Regions from separate parts of the Cyprinus carpio genome. Here region 2 is linked to region 1. Evidence: chromatin contacts called from public Hi-C data. All regions are on one chromosome and are shown on one strand. Each heading gives the region's core, a stretch centred on a gene start, on an enhancer-like site or on the middle of the called end of the contact. The rest is flanking DNA. Distances are from core to core; before and after follow the strand shown. Region 1 overlaps LOC109102876 (ski-like protein). Region 2 holds the start of LOC109068575 (protein kinase C iota type-like).

Region 1 (5,382 bases), core at 870-3,369:
AGTCAAAAGTCAAAATACTTTAACAAACTTCATCAAATATCAAACAAATAGATTGCCTGGCCAGTGAATTAACATTTACACAACAAGCACAATATAGTCAAAAGTCAAAAGACTGTGATTAACATCATCCGCTTTCAAACAAATCACCAGAAAAATACACTACCGTTAAGAAAATTACAATAAAAAATGTATTTAAATAGAATAACAACAACATTTACATAGTTGCGTTTTCACACAAATAGTAAGCAGCACAACTGTTTTTAAGCACCAAATCAGAATGATTTCTGAAGGATCACGTGACACTGAAGACTGGAGTAATGGATGCTAAAACATTCAGCTTTGCTATCAGAGGAATAAATTACATCTTAAAATATATAAGTTATTAAAAATTTTAATATTTTCACAATACTACAGATTTTACTGTATTCTCTATCAAATAAATGCACCATTGGTGAGCATAAGAGACTTCTTTCAACTTTTATACTAACTTTAAAAAAATTACTGATCTCAAACTTTTGAACTGTACTGTGTTATTGGTAAACAATGCCTTCCTCTGAAAGTGGTTTGCATGAAACAGTTTGGACACTGTTTACAACTTAACCCTGACCAACTGTCATTAGGTCAACCCAAAATCGTCACCCGTAATAAAAATAAAAAGACCACAGGGTTACACCCAAATGGCTGCTGGGGCTCTTGTGCGTGTGAATTGAGATATTTCTGAATGACTGAAAGAGAAAATGAGAGGAAGGGGTTTGAATGTGGGAGTTGTCTAGGGGTGGGTGAGAAAGGTGAGGTCGGTTTTGAGGCCTACAATGAGTATGAGTGAGTAAGATAGAGAGAAGCTGTTTCCTGCTTCTGACCAGATGAGGAAGTGTGTGGATAAACGGGGAGGCTGTTCTGTGCCTGCGTGTAAACAGAGACAAGGAGGAGACAGACCACTTTAAGAACAATTAATTTGGAGAATGCTTAAAATGGCAACTGTTGAAAAGGAGGTCCCACTGTACACTGCCTTATTAGCCTAATTTCAGCTAACGAAGTTACATTTATGAAATAACTTTTGTCAGATCCTATAAATTATTAAACTGTTATTACACACCAAACAATTTTGGAGATTTTAGACAGTCCGCATTTAAGCACACATGATACTCGCAGGTCTATTGCTTAGATAGAAAACAGCTGCCAGGGATCGATGCTAAGATGTCCGTCGAGTAGCCTGACTTGCATTAAATGGACTTTGTTGTAAAGCGATGCGGTACCTTAGAAGGTAGCTTTTTTTCCAGGATGCCATCAGACAGCTTGCTGTTAGGTGGGCAGGGTACAGGACTGGACTTCCTTCCTTGACTGTCGTCATCCGCCACCTTCTGCGAGAAAACACACAAACACATGCTTTATGAGCACAACCTCATTCACAAAAGTGTTAACACTTAGCTGAAAGCGTTCAGACATGTAATACATCTGATATCACAGAGCTTGTGCATAAATCACCACATTCAATCTGTCTGTCACCTCCTCTGCTTAACGTGTTCGACAAACACACTGTGAAGCTTGTACATATGTGTTTGTGTGTGTGTGTGTGTGTGTTTGTGTGCGTGCAAGTCACACACCATGAATCCAGGGCAAGCTCCGTGCTGATGGTTATCAGACTCAGACAGAGCTTAATATAGCTGACACAGAAGGATAGAGACCTTACATTCATCCGCCATAACAACCATTCGCTTCTTAAGACTGTATGATTCATATGTGTGTTTCTAATATTTACAAACCGTAACATCCTCTCTTTGACAGAGCAAACCAGAAAGTGCAACGCACATCTTTGTCCCTCCATCAAAGAGACACTTACAGTAGTTGATGGGTGAGTGTCAGAAGAGGAAGAAACATGTTTTATCCAGAGTAAATTACAACTTCCTGCAGACTACGGGATCTCCTGTTTCCTGTTGCCTTAAGAATGAATGGCAATGTCATTGCACAACATAAAGCAGCTGTACAGTGGTGGGGTGACATGGCAACCCCATACACTGGCGCTAAATGTAAGAAAATGTGTGTGTAGGAGATAGGGCTGTTTTTCTTGAGGGAAGAGGAGGACTGCAGCACGAGGGAGGGGTTGGCAGCTGCCGAGGGGGGCAGAAACAATGAGCACACTGCAGTGGTGAGCCCATCTAACCTTGACAAGCACGCACACTATGTCTACTGGGCCATTTCTCCACACTTCACGGCCCAGCCAACACTCCCTCCTCAGCCATGACACATGCAATCAAGCAGTCTCCGATCTTTACATTTACAGTCTATGAAGTGAGCTCTCATCCCTCAAGAGCCAAGTATGCAATTCTAATGCTTAAAACTGGTTCAATATTCTCAATATTCAGTGTACTAATATACTGCACAGTACACATTATAAAAAGTAGTAAGTACAGTGTTTTGGCTTTATTTATTGACTTATTTTATTATTGCAACTTAGCAGAAATTAGACATTACAAAATGCAAAATGTAATAAACAGCCTAAGAAACTAAACAAAAAACACAGACTTAGTACAGATGTAAGACAAACCGTTCAAAAAATTTCCAAAGCCTCTGGCTATATGTGAAAATTAAAAGTAGGCTCTTATCATGGGAAATAAATATGGATACTTTTGCATGTTTAATCCACAATTGTACAAAAATGTCTAGGCAGTCTGACTCCAATTTATTCATCATACTGGAATTAGAAGGTCAAATCAGGTGCGTTGCATTGTGGGATACAGTTAGACGCAGCACATTTTATATTAGGTCATGCGGGGATTCTATGCACACTGATAATGATCGTATTATGCAGAGTACATATACATACATACATACATACATACATCCATGCATACATACATAAACTTTCTATACTGCAGATACAGCAAAAGTAGTATGCTATTTTGAACATAGCCATAGAGAGGCCATATACACTGTTTCATATTAGAGCTTTCAATCCGCTGTACCACGTTAGAAGCAGTGCAGCCTTGACACAAGACCTTCGAGCAAAAACACAAAAACAAGAGGATTTATCTAGCTAGCCTGCGGCACATGGTGAAAGTAGTGATTGTGATAGTTTTGCGAAAGCTGTGGCCACTGTTTACTGAAAGAGTTATTGCACTGTTCTCCTCAAGGACATGAGAAAATTACACTGGAACAGGTGTCTCCCGCTCCCAAACGCACAAACACGAGATACACTATATAAATCCACCATATATACGTGACGTGCTAAATTAACAAAGTGGTAAGAAAGCACCAGCTGAGAAGGCCGTTGTAATGTATAGTTTGTAAACGACAGTTTTCTTGAACGGTTATTTCTCAAGTCCCAAACCCTATGGATCAGGCTGTTATGAGTTTCTCTCTGTGCTCTCTTCCAGGGACGCAACACTTCAGCCGTATCTAATCTCTTTTTAATTAGTGTGTTAAAGCCCCACACACACAATCATACTCTGTAACACTACATACTCTGCACGGCTGACAAATGTAACACAAATCCCTCAAGACTCGACATGCGTTCAGAACAATAACACAAACACCCCGAGGACGCAAAGCCCTGTTTGACACAAGCATATGTGATACTCTGCTTAAGAGCATGTGAGAGAGAAAGGAGGCCCACATCGGTATGATGGGAGTTAGAATTCCTGCGGCTCACTTATTTGAAATGAACTCATCAGTGCATGCATGTTCACAAGCACACACTGACCACTTGTTCTTCAGTACCAGAGTCCATGATCTCCGGCGCGCCCACATCAGCTCGCTAACGTGAGCACCAAAGCAACTTCCTAGATCTAACCGAGAATGCTTTAAACCCCCGTCAAATTCACGTGCGCTCCCTCGAAACAGGCACAATGAGGTCACTGACACACAAACACAAATTCCACTTTGGCTCTGACAACGAACACTGTAGCATGTGCACACCTGACCGCATCACTGTATTACTAACTACGGAGATCCCCTGATGAAAACAGCTACGAAAAAACAACTGTACACACAGATATTGACAGGAAAGAGTCGTAAACACGCGCAAGGTCTTTGCAGTTCCCGCACGAGCAAGTTTTATGAGCTATGCCGTTAGAGGGGAATTACGAGCCATACAGGCTGATGATGAATCTTATCTAGGCCAGCCTCACACCATCATACAACATGATGACCTTTGAGAGAATGCCATTTAATGCATATCTGTCCTTTTTGATGTATACACATGTATAAAAGCATTTAATTGAAACTGTATGTGACACTGAGTGTGTCTGGACTCATGAGTAGCTTTTTCATTGTAAGTACCTCACACACACAGTTAGCACAATTCGTGTGAAAGGCGGCACACGAGGGTGATTGTGTGTCCATCTGTTGCAGCTCTGGCAGAGGGTATGTAAAAAGCGAAATGCAGTGCAAACGGGCAGTTTTCAGTCACAAACACACAGAGGGCTGCTGGGGCCCCTCACTGTACTCCCTACACAGGTCTCCTATTCACACACCATTAGCACTGCTGGAAAAAAACAAAAGTGCACGTGTGAGCCGGGTGCATGGTGGACAAATGTAGGTTGTCGCAAATCATTTACAAACTTAAAACAATGGCTGTTTTCAAAATGGAAGACTAGCATGTTGTTTATTGCATATTGGGTTTCAGACAGTATATGTTGTTGTACCATAACCTCATTTAATTGCATGTTTAAAGAAATAGATCACCCAAAAATGAAAATTCAGCTATCATTTACTCAGAAGAAAGTCAGTCATACATTTTGGAACAACATGAAGGTAAGTAAATGATGGCAGAATTTTTGGGTGAATTATCCTTTTAGTCCAGCTGTCAGCTGTTTGTTTTGCATTTGTAATCCAAGTGTGTGTAAAAATGTCACATCAAATAATGAGTCACGAAAATCACTGAGGATTTTACCTCCATTTCATTCATCACACTGGAAAAGTGCTCAGTGCGCTCTGTGGTATACTGATGAGGCATCTTTTCCATGTGGGCTGGACTGTGGACAAAAGTAGGCCAACTTGATGCGGGCTAAAGCGATAAAACGGAGGAAGAGATGGAACCAAAGAGAGATCTACAATGGTGACTCTGTTTTTTATTACTAATGGATGTAAAATATTACATTGTATCCTTGCTAGCATCAAGTCATTTGTATGTCCTCAAAGAAAAAACAAAACAAAGCGATGAACATAATCACTGTAAGAACGTTTAATCTTTAATATGCAGATACACAGACAACAATTCAGACAGTTTGGGTCAATAAGATTTTTTTAATAAATTAATACTTTTATTCAGAAAGGATGCATTAATTTGATCAAAAGAGACATTTAAAATGTTACAAAAGATTTCAATAAGATTTTCATTTCAAATAAATGCTGTTTTCTTAAACTTTCTATTCATCAAAGAGT
Region 2 (5,157 bases), core at 1,348-3,847, 42 kb after region 1:
ATAAACAAGCTCATGGACACTAAAGTAAAAGGAAAAAATACACAAGGAAATAAGACCATTAATTCAAACCAAACAGTGGGTATGTAACATAAAAAAAAATAATTCTTACTATATTTATTTAGTTAAGAGTTGTTGTGCACTATGTTTTATTACTGACTGTTCATTCATCGTTTACTCACCCTAATATCATTAAAAACAAAAAAAAATATTCAGAAAAAATTCTCATACTCACCCTTATATCATTACAAACCTATATGATTTGGGAGAACCTATTTTGATCTGGGGAGTTTTTTGGAACATAAAATAATATATTCTGAGAAAATTCTCTCTTTTTTTTTTTAAACTAGATGAGGTCAAACAAACCCTAATAACAGTTTAACCATTATCACACAGCCCTATTACAGAAGAAATAATAAAAAGCACTGTTTTAACCATTATCACACAGCCCTATTACAGAAGAAAGAAAGGCATACAGGTTTGGAATGACCTGAGGATTGGTAAACAACTTTCAGTTTTAGTTTTAGTGAACTATCCCTTTAAGTCAGATGACCATGACATTAGGCAGAGACATAAAGCCATAAAGTAACATATCTACTGTATTCAACATCCATAAAAAAAATCAGATATGTGTTGCAATAAAGGTCAAATCTCCTTAAAGACATGCTTATTACAGACCTACAACACATAACAGTGAGCAAAAACAAACAAACAAACAAACAAAAATAACAAAAAAACAGATGAGTGACAGAAAGAGAGCAATCAGTGAATAAGTACAATAAGTACGAGAGAGAACCTAGGGCAGAGGAAGAGAAAGATTAAGGCTGTAAATTACATCTTTGCCAGGCTTCAGGGGGTTTCGAACAGAAGATAAAAATTGCAGGGAGTAAGATGTCCTTCACTCTATTCAAGACTCTACTGCATTCGGGCAGAAACCTGCCATTAAGGCCTCCATACACCAAAGGAACAACCTCTAACTGCCTGCATCACAGCCACAATAGAGGTTTATACAGAATAAGGACGCTGAAACTGGTTCAAAGATTGGCTAAAATGACCTACTGAAAAACAACAGAAACCAAAGAGAACACACATACAGGGACAAATGGTGGGGTTCAAAACTGTCCACACCCAGGAATTCTGTGCTACTATTTTATAAGGCAGGAACCATCAATTCAGGCTCTCCACAGAGCTCTTCTTTAAAGCCAAAACAAAATCAGCTTCACTGAAACTTTCTTTGAAGATCTTTAACATTACTGTGGCCAGTTCAGAGCCACTAATGGTGGTGGACCTGTCACTTTCCTATAATGATGATAGTAATAGTAGTAGTAGTATTAATAATAATAATTATGATGACAAGTATTACTATTATTATTATCACTATCATCAGCAACTGACTGAAACTGATTGAATCATAAAGACAGCTGCACACATACAATAGTGCTCATGGGGAGTGTGAACAGATCAGTCTCCAACAGGTCTGGCAAAAGATACTAGTCATACAAGTATTTCAAGTGATTAACAAGTGCACACGTCATCATGAAAGAAAATCTGATTGAAATCAGTTATACATAAACGTGCTCCTTTATGCACATAAAAGTTATTTCACAGCAAACCAAGAATTGTTCCCTAAACTGTAAGAGGAACAGGAAACAAATTTACAGGTTTACAGGTTGTTACGTCCCAGTCTGATAACAATTCACTGATGTACTCGTTTAGAAATAAACCTGGTACAAATAATATGATGATCTACATATTGTGTTCATAACATGAACGAAATGTTTGCATATATCATTTAACGAATTTCATTTCAGGTACATGTGACTTTAGTTTTGCCTTAATTACACTGTTATACAGAATTACCTAAATGTGACATAGAGAACGCAAATGTTATAATAAACAGGCAGAGAGCTAGCTCCATGACAGGCGCAGCTCTGAAAACATCCCATCATAAGCCATAATCATCTTAACTCACAAACAGTACACAAACATATAATTAGTATGTTTACGTGAACTATGATACGAAAAGAAAACCAGCTGAAGAGGAAGAAATGAAGAAACGGCTGTTTTACTGGAGGTGGTTTCACTTGACAGTTTTGTTTTGGGCTTTGCTAACACTGCCTGCTAGCTGGCTAATTATTTATTTGTGTTTATCCCAACACCACACAAATAAAGAGGTCAAGATAAGATTGTAAGTGTATCGAAACATCTAAAAAGACAGCGCTGGCTCACTGGCTACTCACCCTCTGTAATAAGCTTTTACCCGGACCTGGTGCGGGTTTTCTCCGGGGTGGGACATGGTGCTGTCCCGCAGCGTGGGCATTATGAAGTCTCCGTAACGTTACTCCGGCTAGCGAGCTAACTTAGCTAATGAGGCTATCCCGATGTCGTCCAACGAGAGAGAGAAAAAATAACAACCGGAATTAGAAAACTGGACTTATTCTTTGGTCCAAAATAGTGTTGACCCCGGTCGTAGAATGGGCCTGTCTGAAATAGTATTATTCAAGTTCTGACAGAAATTACTAGGACTAGTAAAACTTCCGTGGCTGACGGGAAACACTCCGTTCTCTTCTCTCGCTCCAGCCTCGAGACGGAATGATCCAAACAGCGGAATGCAGAAGGGGGGGGGGGGGGGGGGATGATTTCCAACAAAAACATTACACATTATTGGTTACTGTTAGTATCAGAAAAAAAATGTTTGTGTAGACAGTTTAGAGAAAGAGAAAATATTAAATGTCCGCTATATGTTTAATGTTATGGCGTATATTTATCATGTTTAATTGAATTCGGTTGGATGGAAGCGTCCGGTGGCATTCCGATTATAGCACCCAGACTTCGAAGAGGGTGGAGAAGAGCAGCAAAGGAAGTAGTTCGCAGATATATATAAATATATATACATATATATATATATATATATATATATATATATATATATATATAGATATATATATATATATATATATATATACAGTACAGACCAAAAGTTTGGAAACATTACTATTTTTAATGTTTTTGAAAGAAGTTTCTTCTGCTCATCAAGCATGCATTAATTGATCAAAAATACAGAAAAAAAGTAATATTGTGAAATATTATTACAACTTAAAATAATAGTTTTCTATTAATTTATTCCTGTGATGCAAAGCTGAATTTTCAGAATCAATACACCATCATTCATATAGCGCTTTAAACAAAAATCTATCACATGATCATTTAGAAATCATTCTAAATATTCTGATTTATTATGAGTGTTGGAAACAGTTCTCTGCTGTCTAATATATTTAATGAATAAAAGGTTAAAAAGAACTGCATTTATTCAAAATTAAAAAAAAATTCTAATAATATATATTCTAATAATATATTTTCTTTACTATCACTTTTTATCAATTTAACACATCCTTGCTGATTAAAAGTATTGATTTTATTTTTTAAAAAAAAAGAAAGAAAAAAAAATTACAAATTACTGACCAGTAGTGAATATTGTTAATTACAAAATATTTATATTTTAAAAACAAATATAAATTTTTTTTTTTTTTTTACTTTTTATTCATCAAAGTATCCTAAAAAAAAGATCACATGTTCTGAAAAAATATTAAGCAGCAGAACTGTTTCCAACTTTGGATAATGAATCATCATATTAGAATGATTTCTAAAGGATCATGTGATAATGATCCTAAAAATTCAGCTTTGCATCACAGAAATAAATGATAATTTAAAGTATAATAAATTTAAAAACAATTATTTTAAATTGTAATAATATAATCACAATATTACATTTTTTCTGTATTTTTGATCAAATAAATGCAGGCTTGATGAGCACTTCTTTCAAAAACATTAAAAATAGTAATGTTTCCAAACTTTTAGTCTGTACTGTATATAAATATAAAATTTAAAAAAATAAATCAAAACACACACACACACACACACACACATTTCAGTCAACAAAACCATAAAATTGTGTTTCTTATTGGTAAATTTACACTTATGAATGTGAAATGTGGTCATCATGAGGCTGTAAGTAAATTAATCAAGTAAAAGTACTGTTCCTCTTGGTCAGAATAGTTCGTAAACTCAAAGAGTAAATTTTCCCATAAGAGTGAAAAAGGTCTTGAACACTGAATATTTTCATGAATACATTTCTGAACCTTACACCATATGTACAGTATGTACAGTGCCAAAACAAGTGCAAGGCAGTTTCTTCATATTTATTACAAAAATAAATACAATTTATATATATGCCTTTTTTTTAAATTTTGTAAATAATGATTTGCTGGATAAAATCTGTGAATAAGATAATAAGAAATTTCTTTAATCTTATTTCTAAGATGATATTTCTGCGGTAACAACCACACATTTCTCCTGCAAATCAATTTTCCATTTAATAAAGAGATCCAATGAGACAAAACATAAAGTACAGTAACTCTTTGTAAAGGGGTACAAATAGTTCTATTGCTATTCTTGGGATTTAATGAAAAACAAATTTTACCAACATAAGATGTTTACATTTTGCATCCTTAGATTTTCTCACGATTTCCACTAGTTCTGAAGAAGAAATATTTGAAATAATTTAATCCAAAGATTTTAATAGAACGGATAACAAATCAGAAAAATACAATTATTGAAAGTAATTGAGATGCTGAATATGTGCAGTCCTTTAAACTGTACTGTACAGCATAACGCAGTAACCGAGTCAGACACGAAGAAGTCATAACTTGTGCATTATTAAGTCAAATTAATTCAGTAACTGTTCCGACTGACTGAATAAAAAGAACCTGCTCGTATAGTCATCTGTTCGGTGTGTTTTTGATTCACTAAAATAACCAACTCATAAGAGTCATTAGTTCGGTAATGGATTATCTTGCGTGATACAAGAATCGTTTTATGACGCACCTTTATAATCCATGGTGTAATGCGCCCCCTCGTGGCAGAACTACCGTCATTACAGTGTCACGAGACCACTGGTTCCCTCTTGAAACAAGAGTCTGTGCACTGTAAATAGTCTACTCACTGAACAGTCATTATGACAATATTATCAAATTGAATGAGCTTAGAGGTTTTAAAAGCATCCTATTATAATACATTTAGACCTTTGCATTTTTTTATTGAAATTGATACGCAAATAAAATGTATGCACTCCTAATGAAACTTCATGTGTTCAAGTTCATT

Evidence for each region. A called contact is a pair of places that touch in the nucleus more often than the background predicts.
Region 2: a Hi-C map of skeletal muscle shows a contact between it and region 1, with 4 times the contacts expected there. The contact joins the promoter of LOC109068575 here to the enhancer-like site in region 1. A contact is called at or near these places in 5 of 8 Hi-C or Micro-C datasets (liver, red blood cells and skeletal muscle).

Annotation. Positions count from the first base shown.
Region 1 is chrA2:18,686,557-18,691,938 of ASM1834038v1, forward strand. LOC109102876 (ski-like protein) reads right to left here. Exons shown (of 8, transcript XM_019116221.2): 3 at 1,257-1,361. Among protein-coding and RNA genes, the nearest start is that of nadkb, 15 kb to the left of the region's middle. Within about 2 kb of position 2,120, at least 1 of the 8 cell types and tissues checked has an H3K27ac peak or open chromatin away from gene starts, as enhancers often do.
Region 2 is chrA2:18,728,467-18,733,623 of ASM1834038v1, forward strand. LOC109068575 (protein kinase C iota type-like) reads right to left here and starts at 2,598. Exons shown (of 18, transcript XM_042776845.1): 1 at 2,238-2,598. The coding sequence starts at 2,317.